Regions from separate parts of the Ovis aries genome. Here region 1 is linked to region 2. The links are chromatin contacts, called in public Hi-C maps. All regions are on one chromosome and are shown on one strand. The core of a region is the stretch at or near the end of the contact, and the rest is flanking DNA. Distances in the headings are between cores, read along the strand shown. Region 1 has its middle 63 kb from the start of DLG1. Region 2 holds the start of DLG1 (discs large MAGUK scaffold protein 1).

What was found. A called contact is a pair of places that touch in the nucleus more often than the background predicts.
Region 1: a Hi-C map of hypothalamus shows a contact between it and region 2, with 1.8 times the contacts expected there. The contact joins the enhancer-like site here to the promoter of DLG1 in region 2. A contact is called at or near these places in 3 of 16 Hi-C or Micro-C datasets (hypothalamus, skin fibroblasts and tail adipose tissue).

Annotation. Positions count from the first base shown.
Region 1 is chr1:192,657,512-192,660,211 of ARS-UI_Ramb_v3.0, reverse strand. No RefSeq gene overlaps it. Among named protein-coding and RNA genes, the nearest start is that of DLG1, 63 kb to the right of the region's middle. Within about 2 kb of position 1,396, at least 26 of the 54 cell types and tissues checked have an H3K27ac peak or open chromatin away from gene starts, as enhancers often do. A contact at or near this core is called in hypothalamus, where this site is marked.
Region 2 is chr1:192,594,484-192,597,183 of ARS-UI_Ramb_v3.0, reverse strand. It overlaps DLG1 (discs large MAGUK scaffold protein 1), which reads left to right and starts at 1,391. Exons shown (of 25, transcript XM_060419293.1): 1 at 1,391-1,606.

The sequences.
Region 1 (2,700 bases), core at 147-2,646, 63 kb before region 2:
ATGTGGCCAGATACCCTATGTTGGTGCGGGGAATGCGTGTGGTTGTCCCTGCCAGCTAAAAAGAAGACAAAGTGTTCTCCTCAACTTAGCAAACATGTCTCCCCAAGACTGGAACCTGGGGTAAGGAGATGGAGAAACAAAGCTATCTGAAACCCTCTGTCACCCTTTTCCTAAGATCTGTTAGAAATAGAAGGATGGGCTGCCTCCCCCTCTTTCCTGTTTCCTCCTTGGAGGGACAAATCAAATTCCATGACCAGATCCTCCAGGCCTTTAGAAAATCCTCTCCCTAGCACTTGACTTTCAAGCCTATTATCATTCCTGGGACTCAGGAAAATCTGATTTGACAGTGAATCTTCAACTAAGGCAGAGACTGCCCTTCCCTGAGGCATCGACACTCCCTGCTTTAGGGACTGGGAGGCTCCAGAGCAGCAAGATGTACAGGTTATAGAAACACTTCTAAAAATATTTCAAAACAACATTATCTCTACATTTTTGTGCCAAGATTCAGCATTTCACTTAGAGTCTTGGGAGTCATGGGTTTCCTAGGTGGTGCAGTGGCAAAGAATCTGCCTGCCAAAGCAGAAGATGCAAGAAATTGGATCTCTTGTGAGTTTGATCCCTAGGTTGGAAAGATCCCTTGGAGAAGGGAATGGCTACCCACTCCAGTATTCTTGCCTGGAGAATCCCATGGACAGGAGCTTGGTGGGCTAGTCCATAGGGTCACAAAGAGTGGACATGACTGAGCGACTGAGCATGCGCATCGGAAGGCATGGGCCTCTTTCTGGGTCTCCTGTCGGCATTGTTGGAACATCTGAAGAGGTGGAGGCGTTTTCCTTTCCATCTTATATTTTCACAATGAGACAGAGAAGAAAATTAAGTGAATACTAAGGCCCTCGATGGGGTAGGGTAGAGGGGCCAGAAGGAAAGAAACAAAAGCTCTGAAGTGGGTCTTGAATTTCAGTTAATGTCCTTAACTTATCAGGATCCTTAAACCTCTGAGCAGGACTAATATATTTTGTTGAGAAGCTTAAAGTCTTTGACTCAGCTATGAAAACTGAAAAATGCATAACCCACCTCTACCTAAACCTGGGTGTATGTTTACCCAACTTTCCCCCGCTGCCACGCCGCCCCACATTTTGTCTCCCTGTCAGCCCCTCTGTAAACACTCCTGTCACGGGCTAGTGCAGGCTCTCCCCTCTCTTTCCAAACACTTCACCCTCCCTCTCACTGCTCGCTCCCGCCCCAGCCTGCTCCCCTACCCTCATCTGCATGGCCAGGCAGGGCTACATGCCAGCCCACAGGCCCCATTTCTGTAGCTGCACAAACACCACTAAGCCCTCTAGGCTTCTAGGAGCTGGGCCTGCCCTCCGCAGGAGATTAGGAGCCCGCAGTGAGTCAGCAGCACAGCTGGGCCCAAAGCCCTGACTCCTGGCTGAGCTCTGCCAGCGGACATTCCCTGCAGCCTCCTACTTCTCCCGTGGACACCCTTCTCGTTCCCCTCAAGCCCTAGGTAGACGTCTGCCCCCATTTGGCTGAGTCCCAGCATGTCTCCTTCCCAACTCTGTCCCAGCCCTGGAGCTGTGCTGCCAAATGCTCTTGGCCTGGGTGGTTGGCCACGTCTATAAGGCAGAGAAGCCCATGTCTTAGTGGTGACAGTGGCATTCCAGATGACTGGGGCTGTGAGGTGTGCGTACATCCTCTCCATGGCTGTGACCCTATGGATTCTAGCAGGGAAGCTGAACAGCTGCCACGACTCACCCACAGGCCTTTGGTGCCTACATGCTCTGTGAATCACAGCTACTGTACACTACTGTGCTGAGTCACCACCAGGAATCTGGGGAGACAATATTGGCCTATTTTTAAAAGATCTGCTCATGTACTCAGGCCGTTACGAAAGGCTGGATAATTATTGCCAAAAATAGGTGTTGGTTCAGGGTCTCCAGGGCTGTTGCAGGCAGGTCCTTTGACAAGGGGCTCTGACACCACATGTGTAGCCTGGTTGTCACCGTGGGAGAGGCTGGATTTCCGTGAGCACAGCACCTCCAGCCACCACATGGGGAATATCATGGACTCTTGATACCCTTTGCTTCTTGAAGGAATGAATAGGAGCTGCAGGAGAGGCCCCAGCACCAACTTCAAAGAACAGAGATTTCATCTTTGTGCTGACTCCTCTCTGAGTCACTTAATGTCATTCCCATTCATAGGAAGAGGGAAATCTGATACAAGCGACTAACCAGTTTGAATTTCCAACTTCTTGGCAATCCAGGAACCTTTAGGCCTCTGTAAACAAGTCTCCAAAGCTCTCCTCTTCTGTCGTGGGTGAGGATGGGGGAAGCCCTCTTCACAACCTTCTCATCATTCAGTGAGCCCTATGGACTAAGTCTCAGAATAACATGCTCCCTAGAGATCATCTCCTCTAATTTGCTTACTGAAGAGTAAGTCAAGTTTCAGAGTAGGGACCTGATTTGTCCAGGTCACAGAGATGAACACTGGTGGCCAGCCCTAGAGTTAGCCCTGTGGTGGGGACGATGGATAAGATACAGCCTCTGCCCTCAAGGATCCGAGATTCTCAAGGGGAAGCAGTCATTAGTGCAGAGAGCAATAATACATGGTAGTATGTAATCAGATTCAGAAAAAGTTGACATGAAGTATCACGGGTGAGCAATGATGCAAAATCATGCCTGCATATGGAATCAGGGA
Region 2 (2,700 bases), core at 142-2,641:
CAGATCGGTATATCTTTCCTTTTCTCCTTTGTCTTTCTCTTCTCTTCACAGCTATTTGTAAGGAATCACTGCACATCATGACTGCAGCCATGAAAAGACGCTTGCTCCTTGGAAGAAAAGTTATGACCAACCTAGGCAGCATATTAAAAAGTAGAGACATTACTTTGCCAACAAAGGTCTGTCTAGTCAAAGCTATAGTTCTTCCAGTAGTCATGTATGGATGTGAAAGTTGGGCTATAAGAAAGCTGAGCGCAGAAGAATTGATGCTTTTGAACTGTGGTGTTGGAGAAGACTCTTGAGAGTCCCTTGGACTGCAAGGAGATCCAACCAGTCAATCCTAAAGGAAATCAGTCATGAATATTCATTGGAAGTACTGATGCTGAAACTCCAAACTTTGGCCACCTGATGGGAAGACCTGGCTCATTGGAAAAGACCCTGATACTGGGAAAGATTGAAGGCGCGAGGAGAAGGGGACGACAGAAGATGAGATGGTTGGATGGCATCACCAACTCAATGGACATGAGTTTGAGTAAGCTCCAGGAGTTGGTGATGACAGGGAGGCCGGGCGTGCTGCAGTCCATGGGGTCGCAAACAACTGGACACGACTGAGCGACTGAACTGAATTGGGTGATCTTAGGCAAATTCTTCTCTCTGGATCAGAGCATGGAGGTTGCTGGTACACAGAAGAGGGTCGAAGATGTGGAAATGATTTGGACATCTTTGCCCAATTCCTTTTCCAGATCCTGGGAGGCTCAGCCCCGAAGCGGGGTCCCAGCCGGCTAGTAGTCCCTTTCCTGCTGCTGCTGCTGCTAAGTCACTTCAGTCGTGTCCGACTCTGTGTGACCCCATAGACGGCAGCCTACCAGGCTCCCCCGTCCCTGGGATTCTCCAGGCAAGAACACTGGAGTGGGTTGCCATTTCCTTCTCCTAGGGACTACGTAAACTAGCTTTAAACTAGTTTTGCTGAGCTTCAGCGGTAGCTACAGGTGAGTTCTTAAAGGGGCCGCCAGAGCTTGGGTAATACGTGAAGCTGTTGACTTGGAGGGAGTTGCAGGCAAGGGAGAATGAATGAGAAAACGAACGAACCAATTTTCTATTCCCTTCCTTAAATGCATTCATACTTGGAATTAATCACTTAGATTTAAAAAATTCTCTGGCAAAACCTTCAATTTCTTATCAGATTAACTAATCTCCATATTTTACCTACCCTTCTTTAACTCAGTTCCTCCAAAACTTTTACTGAGGGGCTAACAGTAACTTGAAAAAATTAGCACCAAGTGTAAGAATGCAGAGACGGCACCCCTCCCCCTCGCAAACACCTCCCTTTTCCCCCTCCCAGGCCCCGCCCTTTCCCGCCCCCTATCGTGGGTGGTGCAGTCGACACCTCCCTGAGAATGCTTTTCCAGGTTGGGGATCCACCCCCGGGGTGGATCTCTCCGGCAGAGTTGGAAACGACACGCATTTAGTGAGGTTAAAGGGTGTCTCGGAATGTGTGTCCTGGATCTGGTGTAGGTGAGGTCACATTTCTCTTCCGACACTGTCACTCTTCCTCGCCTGGTGCGCTACTCGCTCAGAGCCGCGGGACACACCGGTGGGCTAGGACGAGGTAAAGGCGGGCTCTTCCAGGGCGCCCTGGCCCACCTGTAGAGTCTGTGCGTCAACTCCTTTGTTCTCAGAACCACTTCGGTGGCCGCGCCTTTACGCAAGGAGGTTCACTTCGACGTTCCTCAGGTCCCCTTCTGCCGTCCCCAGCCCCCTCCTGGCCCTCCTCCCTCTTCGAACCCAAAGGTTGCAGCGCTGAGAGCCCGGGGCTCGGCGCGAGCCGCCTCCTCACTTCCCATTGGCTGAGAGCGCTGGGAAAGCGGTCACGTGGGGGCGCGGCAATCCAGATCAAGGGCCGCCATCTTGGCGGAAAGTTTGGGGGGAGAGCGGTTGGGGGCGCGGAAGGAGGCGAGGTTCCGGGGGTGTGGCGGCTAAGAGCTGAGAAGGCGAGCGGGCTAGCGGGTACCGGCGAGTGAGGAGGCGCCGGCGGCTGAGGCGGAGGAAGAGGCAACGGGGGTGCAGCCGCCGAGGGGAGCTCCTCCCCCGTTCCCTCACCCCCCTCTGCACAGCTCCGCAAGCCCCGGGTGGGGCGGGGGGACGTGGAGCGGGGCAGGGCGGGGGAGACGGGCCGGGGCGCACCCCAGCTCCGGGCGCACGCCACTCGCAGGAACTTTGTGGCGGCGCCGCAGGTGTGGGGGCCCGCGGAGGTGTGCATGTGGGGCACGAGGGCGTCGGAGAGCGGCCGCTGTCCTGTCCGGCCCTCGCTGGAGTAGCTCGGAGGAAGCCAACAAGGAATCAGGCAAGCGAGAGGAGGGGGCCCGAGCAGGGCGGGGTGATCAATCCAGTTGGTTCCTTCTCGGACTGCTTTACAGTCTCTGCTGGTTTAGGGGCCAAGGGTCGGAGCGCCTCTTCACCCCCCAGTAGCAGGTGGGGGGTATGCTTTCTTATGCCGGGGGAGGGGTGGCCCCACGTCTAGCATTAAGCTCCCTTTGGAGAAGGGGCAGCTTTCGAGGAGAGTTTGGCAGCTTGCTCCTGTCTGCTCTTAATTTGCAGGGGAACCCAACCTTAGGTTAAAGCTTTCTACATTGACACTGCTGGGTTTTGAGGCTCTTTCTCCTTTGACTTGGGAAAACTTTGCCAGGTGGACTTTTCAAATAG